5 separate regions of the Mus musculus genome follow, and regions 1, 2, 3 and 4 are each linked to region 5. Evidence: chromatin contacts called from public HiChIP or PLAC-seq and promoter capture Hi-C data. All regions are on one chromosome and are shown on one strand. The core of a region is the stretch at or near the end of the contact, and the rest is flanking DNA. Distances in the headings are between cores, read along the strand shown.

Evidence for each region. Promoter capture Hi-C pulls out the DNA fragments that hold promoters and counts their contacts. HiChIP or PLAC-seq counts read pairs in DNA pulled down with a chosen protein or histone mark. Capture Hi-C pulls out chosen DNA fragments and counts their contacts.
Region 1: an H3K27ac HiChIP or PLAC-seq map of trophoblast stem cells shows a contact between it and region 5, with 13 read pairs. The contact joins the enhancer-like site here to the promoter of Pdcl3 in region 5. A contact is called at or near these places in 7 of 39 promoter capture datasets (the HPC-7 cell line, cranial neural crest, embryonic stem cells and 2 more), 2 of 484 Hi-C or Micro-C datasets (the C2C12 cell line and the G1E-ER4 cell line), 9 of 115 datasets of contacts at active chromatin or transcription factors (embryonic stem cells, epiblast stem cells, kidney and 3 more) and 3 of 9 other capture datasets (adipose tissue, liver and pancreatic islet).
Region 2: a contact with region 5 is called in an H3K4me3 HiChIP or PLAC-seq map of bone marrow-derived macrophages, with 3 times the contacts expected there. The contact joins the enhancer-like site here to the promoter of Pdcl3 in region 5. A contact is called at or near these places in 4 of 39 promoter capture datasets (cranial neural crest, liver and stem cell-derived epiblast-like cells), 3 of 115 datasets of contacts at active chromatin or transcription factors (acute myeloid leukemia, bone marrow-derived macrophages and double positive thymocytes) and 3 of 9 other capture datasets (adipose tissue, liver and pancreatic islet).
Region 3: a contact with region 5 is called in a promoter capture Hi-C map of pancreatic islet, with 8 times the contacts expected there. The contact joins the promoter of Tbc1d8 here to the promoter of Pdcl3 in region 5. A contact is called at or near these places in 8 of 39 promoter capture datasets (the 3T3-L1 cell line, the C10 cell line, the SN4741 cell line and 4 more), 7 of 484 Hi-C or Micro-C datasets (bone marrow-derived macrophages, embryonic stem cells, nephron progenitors and 1 more), 15 of 115 datasets of contacts at active chromatin or transcription factors (astrocytes, bone marrow-derived macrophages, cardiomyocytes and 9 more) and 5 of 9 other capture datasets (adipose tissue, embryonic stem cells, liver and 2 more).
Region 4: a contact with region 5 is called in a promoter capture Hi-C map of liver, with 4 times the contacts expected there. The contact joins the enhancer-like site here to the promoter of Pdcl3 in region 5. A contact is called at or near these places in 7 of 39 promoter capture datasets (the 3T3-L1 cell line, 3T3-L1-derived adipocytes, the C10 cell line and 3 more), 1 of 484 Hi-C or Micro-C datasets (bone marrow-derived macrophages), 3 of 115 datasets of contacts at active chromatin or transcription factors (embryonic stem cells, epiblast stem cells and fibro-adipogenic progenitors) and 2 of 9 other capture datasets (adipose tissue and liver).

The regions. Positions count from the first base shown.
Region 1 is chr1:39,254,772-39,257,645 of GRCm38.p6, forward strand. All of the region lies in intron 1 of Npas2 (neuronal PAS domain protein 2), which reads left to right. Among named protein-coding and RNA genes, the nearest start is that of Npas2, 62 kb to the left of the region's middle. Within about 2 kb of position 1,465, at least 70 of the 459 cell types and tissues checked have an H3K27ac peak or open chromatin away from gene starts, as enhancers often do. A contact at or near this core is called in the C2C12 cell line and trophoblast stem cells, where this site is marked.
Region 2 is chr1:39,312,569-39,315,268 of GRCm38.p6, forward strand. Npas2 (neuronal PAS domain protein 2) reads left to right here. Exons shown (of 21, transcript NM_008719.2): 7 at 387-500. It also overlaps the pseudogene Gm3617. Among named protein-coding and RNA genes, the nearest start is that of Rpl31, 54 kb to the right of the region's middle. Within about 2 kb of position 1,258, at least 35 of the 459 cell types and tissues checked have an H3K27ac peak or open chromatin away from gene starts, as enhancers often do. A contact at or near this core is called in bone marrow-derived macrophages, where this site is marked.
Region 3 is chr1:39,477,289-39,480,040 of GRCm38.p6, forward strand. Tbc1d8 (TBC1 domain family, member 8) reads right to left here and starts at 1,459. Exons shown (of 20, transcript NM_018775.4): 1 at 1,152-1,459. The coding sequence starts at 1,278.
Region 4 is chr1:39,451,177-39,453,876 of GRCm38.p6, forward strand. All of the region lies in intron 1 of Tbc1d8 (TBC1 domain family, member 8), which reads right to left. Among named protein-coding and RNA genes, the nearest start is that of Tbc1d8, 26 kb to the right of the region's middle. Within about 2 kb of position 1,300, at least 21 of the 459 cell types and tissues checked have an H3K27ac peak or open chromatin away from gene starts, as enhancers often do. A contact at or near this core is called in liver, where this site is marked.
Region 5 is chr1:38,986,389-38,989,299 of GRCm38.p6, forward strand. It overlaps Pdcl3 (phosducin-like 3), which reads left to right and starts at 1,426. Exons shown (of 6, transcript NM_026850.4): 1 at 1,426-1,461. The coding sequence starts at 1,456.

The DNA.
Region 1 (2,874 bases), core at 215-2,714, 270 kb after region 5:
TAAGCTGATACGTATGAAAACCATAAGCTAAACCAGAGCTTTAGCCATGGCTGGTCTCACCAGCACCTATGTTCATATATAGCCATGAGCCTTGAGAAAGGTATCCTGGGCCTAAGACTTCTGGTTCTGAAACATGCCAGGGCTAAGAGGATTTTGCAAGCAAAAGTGCATTTATCTCATGAATGAGGACCTGAACCTCAGCATTTGAGGGACAGGGTGGGGGTGGGGGGAGGCAGAGCTAGGTAGAGCCCCAGAGCTTGCTGGCCAGCCAGCCTAGCCAATCAGTCAGCTCCAGGTTCAGTGAGAGATCCTGCCTCACGCACGGTAAGCTAGAAGGAAAAGGAGGTGGCTCAGCAATAAAAACACTTGCCCACCCGAGCCTAGCAGCCTGGGTTCAATCCCTAAGATCCATAGTGGAAGGAGAGCGCTAACTCCCAAAGTGGCCCTCCAACGTCCAAATGCTGCGGTATACACATGCCGACTTTGACCTCTGGCCTCTGCTGTGTATGCAAGGTCAAGAACACTTGCACATATACACATGGAGGAGGTGGAGGGAGGAAAAAGAAAGCCTCTGTCCTGCTTGCAAACCCTCACAGGGGATGCTGGGCCTCTCCTTTGACCAGCCATGCCCTAGGTCCAGGCCAGGCTTACTTCACACTCGACCATAGGGAAGCATAGCAAAAATGGTCTTGTTCTGTGGTCAGGAGAGGAGCAGGGCAGCCATAGTGGGTTCCTAGCCTGGATGCACCACTACACTAAACTGTGCAGGGCCGAATAAGAAGGACCTTGTGAGGGGCCAGAGCCTTGAGGACATCTGGATAGGACTGTCGGTACAATTTCAGTTCCTTCATGACATCAGGCCAAGAGACAAGGAGTAGCTAACCACACAAATTGACCGGAGAGTTCCCAACACACCCTGTTTTCTCATGACCAGGACATTTGAACAAGCTGTGCCAGCCAGCCCTTATGCACTCAGCTGAACTGTACGAGAGCCAACTGAGGACAGACAGGGAGGTTTAACCTCACGGATACCTTTTAAAAGGAAGTATAACAAATCACAGTCCTGTGAAGCAAGAAAACCTCTTGCTGCTGCTGCTGCTGCTGCTGCTGCTGATGCTGATGCTGATGCTGCTGCTGATGCTGATGCTGATGCTGTCTTAGATATTCCCCTCGCGAGCTTCCTGTAGCCTGGGAGCTCTGCTCAGACCTGGTGTGATCAGAGGCAGTGGGCAGTGTTCAGGCAGACAAGACACTACCTGAACTCTAAATGAAAGAAGTAAAGGTGTGGCAAGGGAGAGGAGGAGGAGGACTCAGTGCTAACTGCTGATGCTCGGTCCGTCTTGGTGTGTGGCATCAGATAGACCGGACTGGATTCCAGATAGCCTGTTTCTAGCCACTGTCTTATAGGAGAGGAGAGGATCCTAGTGGTGTGTCCTCTTGTCTGTGGAAGGCAAGTCGTAACCACATCAGTTACTGATGACATCATCAGACCCGGGATCCAGCAAAAGCCACCACAAGACCAGAGGAGGAGAGGTTGAAGGCATTCAAACCTAAATCCAGCTCACACTCACACTAACTCTCCTGCCTCCACCAGCCAGTGGTTCACGTGAAACATCCCACGTCTTGGTTAAACGTTATAGGAAACTCTGATGTTAATCCCCGACACCATACCCCAGTGTCCAAACTAGTTTGATTTCTGTGCCCGAGAACATCTTGTTTCTCTTTTGCTCCCTTCGAAGCCTTAAGCCCATTTAGGATGACGTTTTCCAGACTCAGCGGGATCTCCTGGAACACAGCTACCTGGAGAGAGAAACAGGGCCCCACACCACACAGAGACCCTTTGGGTTTGTCTTTGGCAGTGGCTCCCAACAAAGACTGTGTGTGACTCAGCCACAAGAGTGACTCATAAGCCTCCTGCCCCTCTTACTGATTTCACTAGGCATCCATTGTCCACACCCTGGCCACATACTGTCACTCAGGACGGACCACAGTGTGGCTTGAACTCTCGTAAAAGGGGCCGCCCAGAGGGAATCTTCAGGGATGGAGAAGTAGATGACAAAGATTACAGGAACCTTGTGGACTGTTACAATGGTCCTTCCGCCCAGATACTGCAGCCATTTGTAGGTTGGAAAGGCTTGTCTGACCAAAGGTATCATTGTAAGTTGATTTAATAACACATTTTCTAACTTTCTCCATTCATTCCTTCATGAACTATGTCATCATTTCCCTGAACAATGAATCACCATGCCCTTGGAAGAAGGCAACTAACTATAAAAGAAAAATCAGAGTCACAAAAGGCAGATGAAGCCCCAGCCTTGGCCTTGTAGATGCTTGTGGCAGAGTTTCTGGTAGTCGGGGGAGCTCTGTGGGGGTCTGGTCATGGGCTCACCCTGGGCTCTCTGTGAAACCATGGGAAAAGCTCTTGAGATGTGGCTTCTTGTGGCCAGCGCTGGATTCAACCAGAGTTGCCATCAAATCTGTCAGACTGGCTCTTCCCCAATTGGGGAATGTGCCAGAACTTGAGAATTCCATAATTGAAGGGAAGCTAGGGATTGTGGAGGCAGCTGCTGCCTCTCTGGTTTTTTATTGCCTGTTTGTCGAGGAAGAATCACAAGGTAGAAGTCACTTCCTACTTTCCCCCAAATGATGAGGGGGAACATCTCCAGTTCATTAGCACCTGTCCTTCAAAGCCTTTTTATAACAGAAAAAATAATGAGAAAAAATGCTGTCCATCTCCGGACCTGAGGCCCCTCATCAGGGCCTCCTGGCAGGACAGAAGGTACATTCACTGTTCACGAGAGATAAACCCAGCCAGTGGGGAGATGTGTGTGCTTACTGTCCCCTGTTTTGATTTCAACTTGTTCTTGTTTTCCG
Region 2 (2,700 bases), core at 8-2,507, 330 kb after region 5:
CATGCATAATTGGTCCCGTCGTACATCTGATTTCCCTTCAAAGCAAAGCAAAAAAGAGATTAAATTAAAGAGAGCGGCTCTATGCGAGCAGCTTTATTTTAGTACGCCATGTGAAAACAACCAGAACTAATCGATGCCGACATAACCAACCACAGACATCTGTGGGTAGATTGACTAATTGGGTCCAAGTATAGAATACGGAGTATGGATGAGCTGCAGGGAGAACGGCCTGGAGCTGCAAGGGTTAGAAGCCAGGTCTAACGGCCCGTCATACGGAGAAAACCACACAGGCCACGCGTGGAGCAAACCCTACAGGCGCAACTTGTTTAGTCTGGAGTCTGTGTAACCCTCCTCTCCCTTTCTCTTTTCTCCCTCTAACGACCCAGCTGACAACGATTTAGAGTTTTATTGCCATCTTCTCAGAGGCAGCTTGAACCCAAAGGAATTTCCAACTTACGAATATATAAAATTTGTAGGAAATTTTCGCTCTTACAACAATGGTAAGCTTTAATCGTCCTATTCTTTCAATGGTGTCTTTTATCATGCAAACGTGTACCTGAGGTCCCAAGAATTATTATTTCATGCCTGCGTTTGGATTTTTCCTGTTTCTGGGACCAACAGAGAGAGAGAGAGAGAGAGAGAGAGAGAGAGAGAGAGAGAGAGAGAGAGAGAGAGAGAGAGAGAGTATGTGTGTGTGTGTGTGTGTGTATGTGTCTGTGTGTGTGTGTCTGTTTGTGTTCACCAGTGCCCTCTCACATTCAAGAGTGCATCTTGTGCCAGTGTGCACACTCACCCTGAATTGTATGAGATCCATTCATTTGTTTTCGAGCTGATGAGATAATCTTGTGCAGTGAGGAATAGTTTAGTTAATAAGGACCAGGCTCAGCCTGCAGACTCTGCCAAACAGGCCTGTGCTGTGACACCCAGCTATGTCCCCTTTGCTCCCGGCATGTTTGTCTCCCCTGTACAGACTGCTGCAGGTCTGATGTAATAGGCCTGGCTCACAGGTCTTCACTCACTACCGTCCCTGTGCACACTTAGTAAGGAGGCTGCTTTACCATGAGCCAGGAATTCTGCATTGGAGAAATTATCACACAGAAGTCAGTTTGATTTTCAGAAACTGCCAAAACGGCTAGTTGCCCAACCTCTAACTGCAGAGACATGAGCTCTAACCTATACTTAAACACTCCTTCTTACTTGTGACCCATGCTAAATGGGAATACAGCTCTAATGCCAGACGTTTCAAAACCAGGTTCCTTTCTGGGTGAAGCACTGAAAGGCCCACTTCCTTATTTGCCATGGCCCTCAAACGCCACACAAAGTAGAAAAGCTAATATTTCCTAAAACAGCAAAGAAAAAAAAAAAGCAGAAGGTGCTGATGGGAACTGGGGGAGGAGGAGAAAAGGAGGGAATGATATCAGAAGAAAGTAGAGTGGGTGCTGAGCTGCAGAGAGGAGGAGGGCCTGTGGGAGGCACAGGGAACACAGAACAGCTCGAACTTCTGCTGCCTTAGTTACTACTGTTTGACTCGGGACCCACCTGGGGCTGTTCACTCCAGCCAGATTAGCCCAGGTTCCAATGGAGCAAGCCAACATTACAGCACCGCGTCCCAGTGCTGAGGCTAACTGGATTTTTTTTTTTCTTTCCACCCTAAATGATCCTTGGCTGCATGGTATTTGAATAAACACACATGCTTCATTTAAAAGGCTTCAAGGAGATGCTAAGTAGGGTAAACCTGCCAGCGTGATTTTCAGGTCCTTGTCCAGGGATTTTGCCTGGAGAGTATCCTCTATGGCTGGCTTGGCTCTTCAGGGGACCAGTCCATCCAGGGGAGGGAAGGCAATTCCTTCTTCTATGTGGGCCCCTAAGTCTGAATGAAGCCAAGGCCTGACCATGTCTGATCTGGCTAATCTGAAAAGCTTGGTCAAACTTCATGAGACAAAGTTAAGGAAGCCGTTACACAGCAGTAAGTGGTAGACAGCAGGCTGCCCGCCCAACTGAAGAAGTTGGCATCTGATGATAGGAAAGCCAACACCATGCCAACCCCAGAACAGCTAGATGCCGCAGCTTGTTAAAATGCAAATTCTTAGGCTTTGTTCAAAGATGCAAGTTCAAGGGGCCCAAGGCCCAGGACCATGAGGAGTGACTATAGGAGTCTTAAACATTGAGAATTCATTATTGTATCATTCCCTAGAGATCAATAGTGCTCCTTCCAATCAGCTCTATTGTTGACTATAAGGAAGGGGCTATTCAACGAAGGCATGAAATGTGCTGACTTGTTAAGAACTAAACCCACTCTTCCTGGAAGCAGCCAGAGGTCACCTGCCAAGATGGTTCGCTACTCTCTTGACCCAGAAAACCCCACAAAATCATGCAAATCAAGAGGTTCAAACCTTCGTGTTCACTTTAAGAACACTCGGGAAACTGCCCAGGCCATCAAGGGTATGCATATCAGCAGAGCCACCAAGTATCTGAAGGATGTCACTTTAAAGAAGCAATGTGTGCCATTCCGGTGTTATAATGGAGGAGTTGGTAGGTGCGCCCAGGCCAAACAGTGGGGCTGGACACAGGGTCAGTGGCCAAAAAAGAGTGCTGAATTTTTGCTGCACATGCTTAAAAATGCAGAGAGTAACGCTGAACTTAAGGGTTTAGACTTAGATTCTCTAGTCATTGAACACATCCTGGTGAACAAGGCACCTA
Region 3 (2,752 bases), core at 209-2,708, 490 kb after region 5:
CTTCCTTCTACTGTAACTCTCCCCCCACCCCCACGAAGCCCACCTGCTGCACAAGTTGTCCCTGTTCAGGGGGGTTCGTGGCCACTCAGCTGCCCAGAACGTTCCACTGTCTACTAACCCTTTCAACCAGAATCCTGTGGTCTCCTACCCACTACTGAATTCTCAGGAGAGTCTCGGTTGTCATCGTGGACCCTGACCCCACCCTACACCTGCTAGCTTTTCCTGAAGCTAAAATACATGATTTTAGGTAGAAGCATATTCCTCATTTCTCCAACCAGACTCTGCTCCCAAAGGGCCGTCTCCAGACTGGCCCAGGTGCAGACAGTCACCAGCAATTAACCCGAGCGCACCGTTTAGGTCTGTTGACCCCCTCAGCGACATTCAGTAGAAGGTTATGAAAGGACCATCATCTGAAGTCCCTTTTACCAGAGGTGGCTCCTTAACCAAAGGAATCATTCCAACCCCCTAGGCAAAACACGACAATTCCCCTTCCCTGATTGAGCAGGTGCTCTAGCTAATAACGCGAGCTGATCCCAATCTCTTAACAGCTTTGAGCCATAACTTTTAGAAGGGGAAAATGCCTTGCTTGGAGACAACTTCAAAGCCTATCGTATTTTTGTCCTATCGTTCCACAGAAGACATTGAAAGGAGAAACAAAAGCGGCATGCTTAACTTCGCTACGCAACTATAGTGCCTCAGTTTCCCCTCGAAGCGAAGACAGCCCCCGCCTCCTGGGCCAGAAAGTCCTGGATCTCTAGAACCTCCCGATGATCTGGCCTGAAGTCCGCAGCTGCAACACCACCTGGAGCCACAGCTGCGTCCAGATGGCCAAGTCCGGGCCTGCCTGGGCGCACCCTTCTGTCACCTGGCGGGGCCCTAGGGCGCCCCGATCTCGCTGCCTTGGGGCAAGCTCTAGAAGCTGCGTCTCCAGCGTTCGCGAGCCAGGTCACACCAGATGCACCTGCCTCTCTCGGCCCGTGGGTCCCTGAGCTCCAAGCCCGACCGGAGCTCGCGTGAGAAACGCAGGAAAAAGGAAAACAAGCCATAGGCAGGGCCGTCCTGGCCTCGTCGGCTGCCACCGAGACACCACCTGCGACGCGGCCGGGCGGCAGGGACAGAGGCCGGGCCGGGCCGCCGCGCGCGCCCCTTACCGGTGAGGCGGCCGCCCCCCTCGCCGTGCCCGCGGCGCCGCTGCAAGACGAAGTAGCAGCTGCTCTTCTGGGTCACCCAGAGCTTCAGCGCGTTCTTGAGCAGCACCTCCTCGGGCTTGAGCCACATCGCGGCGAACCTGCCGCGCCTGCGGGTCCCGGTTCACATCGCCCCAGCAGCCGGCCGCACCGGGCCGAGCCCGCTTGGAAGGAGGCGGCGGGAACTGCGCGCGGAGACAGAAGCGGGAGCGCCTGCCGAGCCCCGGAGCGCGGAGACCACAGCTCGCCGGGCTCACCCCGCGCTGCCTGCCGTGGCCCCGCCCCGGCTAGACCCTGCCCACCAGCCGCGGTCCCGCCCACCCCCGAAGCCACGCCCTCCACCCTCCCCGAGGCTCCAGTGGCGCCTCCCTGGTTTCCTAGTCTCTGCGGCTCCCGGCCAGGGTTCCGGAGTGGCGGGAGGAAATCGGAGCCACTGCCAGGTCTCCTCCCTCTAGTCCCGGACGAGTCTCGAATTCCCTCCTTCCCGGTAGGAAGCGAGCAACTGCGCAAGTTGTCTCCACGCTCCTTGTTTAAAAGCTGGAGGAAGGACCTAGGGGGAAAAGACATCTTGTTATCCAAGCTGCAGGTTGCCCAACCCAGAGTCTTAACCTTAAAGAGCACAATGCACGCCAGTAAACTGGAGTGTGTTCAAGTTTCAAATAACCAAAAGCTAACACTGAAAATTGGAGACAATTGTATCTGGATTTTTTTTTAATGCTGCGCTCTTCATTTTTTTTTTAAATTAACACAGAATGCTACATATTTTAGTCCATATATACAGCAAGGAGAGGGTCAGAGAAATTGCTTTCCGTTAATTCAAACATTTACATTTCTTCTTTATTACATTTTATTTATTGGAGGGGGTGGTCACGAGAGACAGTTTGGCGCGTGGAAGTCAGAAGACAACTTTGAGGAGTCAGTCTTGGCTTCCATTATGTGGACCCTGGGAATCCAACTCAGGTCATCAGGCCTGGCAGCAGGAGTCATTCTTGACATCCCCCACTTATTATTTCTCTTACAGAATATTTTTTCATGCTTTTGTAAGGATACAACTGAAGCTATAGGAGAGGTGGCAACGCAGAAACCTGAGTCCAGCAGCAGACCATACTGAACACTGAATGTCTTACAGAGACATAGGACCTAGAAGGCACCACTATGAGACTCACCCCTGCAGGTCCTCTCCGGAAAAAAATAAGGCTCTTGTGTCTATTCTGAGAAAACATTAAAGAAAAAAACAAACCCACTAGAACATGGGAGCAGGTAATAGTAACGAGAAGCCACGGGGCATGTGAGTACAGGGTTTTAAATAAATATTTTCTCTAGGCTAGAGTAGACATGTTAGCTGTCCTTGAAAAAGGCCGAGGGAAAGGGATCCACGTGTTCTCTGTGGGGAGGTGGTTAGATCGGATATCTTAGCCAAAGGGAGGGGAAAGGTTCCCTTAGTCCCTGGGTTTTGACAAAAGGACAAAATGTGGTTGTTAAGTAGGACAGAACTGGAAAGTAGAAGCTGTCCTGGGGGAGGATCAGAAACTGGTCAGATCCAACAGACAGTAGCCCTGTAGAAA
Region 4 (2,700 bases), core at 50-2,549, 460 kb after region 5:
CCCAATCTCCAATGTTCAGGAAGATTCCTCAGGCAAGGTCACACAGTACAAATAAATAGGAGCCGACTCATCCAAAGCAGCCCTTTAACCGCAGCACTCGGGTGGGCAGCTTCTAAGGGGCCAATGCGCATTCCCCAGAGACTACACCTCCTACCTAAAGCAAGGGGTAGGATGTCCCCACAAGGCCTCCGTACTCCTTAGCCCCATGAAATTACATGGGTACAGTTGTAAAATTCTGTGTAAAAACATGAGCTCATGCGACAGATAGAGTTCAGCTGGAAGGCTGGCCCAGAGTGCACAAAGCCTGGGTTCCATGCCTAGCTCCACATGAAACGGGTGTGGTGGTACACACTAATAACTCAGGAACTTAGAAGGTGGATAGAGAAGGGTCAGAAGTTCAAGGTCACCAACAAATCCACAGCCTGGGAGACACAAGACATCATTTTTAAGAAATCGAACGTGAACCCTGGAGTAAGATCTTTCTCCTGTATTTTGCTGGCCATCTACACTTGCCATTGATTTATGAAAGCAATCAAGGAAGAATCAGTACACAAATCAGTACACAAAAATCTCACTACATATCCCTGACTAGCCTGGAGCTTAGCACGGAAACCAGGATGGCTTTGAACTCATGGGTAATCACCTGTCTCCACCTCAGAGCACCACAGTATGTGCCACTGCCTGGCTGGTGTGTGTTTGTTGATGTTTTTTTATTAACTTACACCAATTATACAGAATATACTCAGCCCTTCCTGTAATCTTCTCTAGTCCCCCCTCACTCACCCTTGACCCATAACCTTTTCTAGTCCCCTCAACCCCATTTCCTCTGATTCTTTTTCTTTCCAACTAGTTTCCAACCTGCTCTCTCGCCTGGTTTTGTTTTTTATGACTCAATGAGTTTCATCAGGGCAGTTCACAGGGATATGTTGGACCTTACCAGTTGCTCTACCACTGAAGAAAATGTCTCTCCCTCTGCTGTTAATGCAGGGCGCATTAACACAGAAATCCTCAGGGAGGGATGAGGCCTAATAAGCCCTGGCTCTTGTCTTCTGATTTAAGAACTAAATTATGCCGGGCATAGCTGGACGCACTTGTAGCCTACTGCTTACAGTTGGGGCACAAGGATCAGTTTAAGGCCAGATTGCACTTTATAGTGAAATCTTGTCTCAAAGAACTAACAAACAACAACCCTGAAAGCTGTAATACTGACCTGGCAGAGATGCCACGGCCACTGGTCAAGCATGGGTGAAGGTTATGGGTGTAACCAACTGCATTCTGGGTAGATCTGAGGCTTACTCGGCAGAAAGAGCCCCAGGCCTGTGTTGTAACCTGGTCAAAAGCCTATGGCCCAGGAGATCATGGGTCCTACTGGGACCTAATGCTAACTGTTTTGCTATTTTTCTAAATGGATACATTGTTTCCATTAGGTGGATAAGCTTTCTAAGTATTTTTATACCCACAGATTAGCGAGGCTCTCAACCTTGGCCAGAGAAGCTTCTCTCTGAAGCAGACCACAGTTATTACAGAGACTCGAGGTGCTCAAGGCTCTGGAGAAAAATGACTACTGTGTCTTAACTGGGAGACCAAGATCAACCAGCATACCCACTGACAGGCTCTGGGACACTAGGGAAGAGGGGGTGGAAACACTTCAACAGCCAGAGGACAGGAAGGGGAGCTGCAGGACACTGACTGATGGCGGCGTGGTATGGCCACTGCACTCACACACTTACAGCTGCGGTCACCTCCTCAAGATCAAGCCAACAAGACCAACACTGCAGGAGGAGATACTAACTGGACTCTGGGTTTAAAAAAAGAAGTCATGAGATGTGTTAGAAAGTGCTGAAGTATAGAGTAGGGGTGAATACAACACACACACACACACATACATACATATACACATTCACACACATACACAGTCACATACACACACATACACAGTCACATACACACATATATACACACTCACACATACACATGCACAAATATACACACATACACATATACACACAAACACACACATATATATGCACACATATACACACACATATAAACACACATCAACAAATAAATAAAAGATTAAAAAGTATTGAATAGCCAGTCATCATGGTGGTACACACCTTTAATCCCAACACTTCGGAGGCAGAGGCAAGGGGATCTCTGAGTCTGAGGCCAGCTTGGTCTACAGGACAAGTTCCAGAGCAGCTAGGGAGACATAGTAACTATGTCAAGAAGTGAGGGGAAGGAAGGAGGCAGGGAATAAATAAAGAGGGACAGGAAGGCAGGACTGAGAACAATGTATCAAGATATAACCCCATCTTGGCAGCTGTCATGGCTCCCTCCCAAAGACAGCAGCCCTTGTGATAAACAGGAGCCATAAATGCTGTACATGGAACCACAAACACTCCAGAGCTAGCCAGGATTTAAACGGTTACAAGACAAAAAAAATTTTTTTCCCAAGACAAGGTTTCTCTGTATAGCCCTGGCTGTCCTGGAACTCACTCTATAGACCAGACTGGCCTCGAACTCAGAAATCTGCCTGCCTCTGCCTCCTTAATGCTGGGATTAAAGGCGTGCGCTGCCACTGCCTGGCTAATTAGACTTAAAAAATTTAAAGCCACACCCTCCCCCACCCTGCAGACACACTTGTAATCCTCAGAAAATGGCCAGGTCTGTCACCATGGCTCTGAGCCTTGGTCAACA
Region 5 (2,911 bases), core at 176-2,675:
TTGTCTCAGAACTCATGATGTAATCTCCAATTAAAGGCTCAGCTGAACAGTTTGTTTCTCGTGTGTATTCAGTTAAAGACTTTATCCATGTTGTAGTCAATGTAATAAAACCAAAAGTCAAGACAATGAGTTAACAGGGGATTGTTCTGAAGCACACCTGCTGTAAAAAGCAACTGGGAACATTATTTCCAATACACCAGGATACATCTTTCAGTGGATCCACCTGGAGCAAGGAAAGGGCAAACCACACCTGCTTTACTGCTGTGCGGTGGAGAGAAGCCTGTGATCAAAGTCCCTCAAGTTAAACTATCTCACAAACTGATTTTGGAAGTGAAAACTGGGAAAATTCATTCACAACACTAGGCAAATTAATTAACACTTTAAAAGGTCTGTCTGTAATCTGGTTGGAATGTGTTGGGTTAAATTAAATCCATGCTCCTTGTTTTTTTCAGGGAATAGTGTAATTTTTTTTCTATATTAGTGATTATTCCCCAGAAATTATCAGTTCCGAGTCCTCAGCTGCAGGGATTTAAGTTGTCTGGAAATAACACCTTAGTGTAACTGTAGTTTTTGTTTGTTTTTATAGACAGAGGTTCACTCTCTAGCCCTGGCTGGGTCTCCTGAGTATTGGAATTATAGATGTGAACTACCACACCTAGACACCTGCAGTTTTGAAAGCTCCTTGGTAATTCCAAAGTGTACCCACGGTGTGTGCTTGAGCAGAGGCAGCAAGGTAGTCCAGGGCTGTGGAAGGCCTTTTAACTCCCGTGCTCTCAGTTCCAGCTCCGAATGCTGTGGATCGCCCTGGAGCCTGTGCTTTTGCTCAGGGTCACACGAGTCTGGTATTAACCAGAGAAAATGATTCTCACTGTGGCCTTTTCCTTTTGTGAGGGTGAAGGGGCGTGGAGCCCAGGCGTTCCCCACTCCACCGGTTTCTCAAATCTGATGCTGTAACCGCAGAGGTTAGACTATGCTCTAAACAAACCCAGTGAGCTCAGTAAACAAACCCAATAAGCAATTCATCCCATTCAACAGAGAAGGTGTGTGACCTCCAGGTGACCCGGGTCACTTTTAATCCTAGCATCGGGTCACTGTCAGGCAATTCTGCTTCCGACAGGCTCCGATTGGCGGCCCGGGAAGTCGCAGAACCTATGCTTACCTCGGGTCAGCCCCAAACAACCAGCCACTTTCCCTAACAAGGTAGCGCCTGGACATGGCCCGAATGACGTCACCCTATAGTCCCACCCACCGGAGGCACGGCCTGTCATTCCAACGCTCTCAGCCTTCGCCCGGGTTCCTGAGGACCAGGCGCAGACTCCAGTCTTCACTTCCTCCTTGGCTCCGCCCTTTTCGTGCCTGGGGGCGGGGAGAAGACCGGAGGGGGCGGTGCCGCGCGTGCGCGGAGAGGAGCGGAGGGGCTGGGGCAGAGGGCTGGTTTGAGTGACTGAAGGCAAGATGCAGGTGAGTGTGGCGAGCTCGGGACCCCAAGTCTGCGGTCGTTTGGCTTGGTGGGCTCGCGCCAGACCCGGAGCCGGGTCTACATGGATTAGTTACAGAACTCGGCGGACTGCGGGGAGGCCCGGCGCAGGCGCACTGCGAGAGGGCGGGTGCGGTCCCTCCGGCCTCCTGGGCTGGGCACTCCTGCTCCGGTGCGTCCTGCCCCGCAAATCTCTGTCCTTTGGTAGGCACCGGACTTTGGGCTCGTTCTCCTCCAGGCCTGATGAAGGCCCCGACCCTCCTGCCATCTAGAGCTGACTCTAGATGGTCCGTTGGGAGTGCTTTCTGGTTTCCAGATCTGAACTCTAGGCCTCACGACTATTGTTAATTTCTAATATGAAGAAAGGTGGAACTCCTTAGCAATTTTTTTTCCTTTTTTGAGCTGGAATTAGACAAAAGCCCAAAGAAAGTGTGTTAGAGAACCGCATCGGAATAGCCTTAGAAGAGCAAAAGTATGCGTCAGCCACTTTGTCGCCAACCTTCTATGTGGCTGTGTTTAAGGATTCTGAAGAGTCTGGATGGAGGGTAGATGGACCGTGTAGTTGTGGGCTCCGGCTTAAGAGACAGACCTTGGGGACTGGAGGGGGTGGTCATCTACACATTCAGCAAGCCGGCCACACCTACACCTGGGAGGCAAGAACAGGCTCAAGTAAAGGGATATACCTAGTATTTTGTGCTTACTAAACATTAGCCGTCAGGAGTGACTCTGGAGCAGGCCAGGCGTCTGCTATTCTCAGATTTATCCTTTAGACTCTAAAGCTTAGGGAAGTCTGTGGGTCTAGCCACAGTCTTCCTCTTCCCCAAGTCTACTGCAGGCTCTCAGGACAGACAGATGGTCAGTCAGCATGTCACAGCGTTTTTGCATTTTCAGGTCCCTCTGCCTGGAATGTAACTTCCTTTGGTCTCCAGGTTCCTCTCGTTGGGGAAGAGTTCTCAGGACTCAGATAAACCTTCTTTAATTAGTGCGTAGCTCTGACCTGTTGTTTAGAGAGGCCCAGCTTCAAGCAGACACCTTTCATGGTTTATGTAGGGTTAGCCAGTCGTCTCCTGGTGTTTTGGGGTTTTGTTTGTTTGTTTGTTTTTTCTGAAGCTGAAATGCGCAGGTTTCTGGTTAAGACAGTGTTTGCTGTATCGTTGCGTAGCTCTGACCTGTTGTTTAGAGAGGCCCAGCTTCAAGCAGACACCTTTCATGGTTTATGTAGGGTTAGCCAGTCGTCTCCTGGTGTTTTGGGGTTTTGTTTGTTTGTTTGTTTTTTCTGAAGCTGAAATGCGCAGGTTTCTGGTTAAGACAGTGTTTGCTGTATCGTTGGCGGTCACTTCTCAAGGAAGGGGAACTGGTGGATGTTCACCCCTTTGAGAAAAAGGAAGGGATAAGCAGTCGACAGCAGCAGGAGCCAGGGTCTTAGGGTCACTA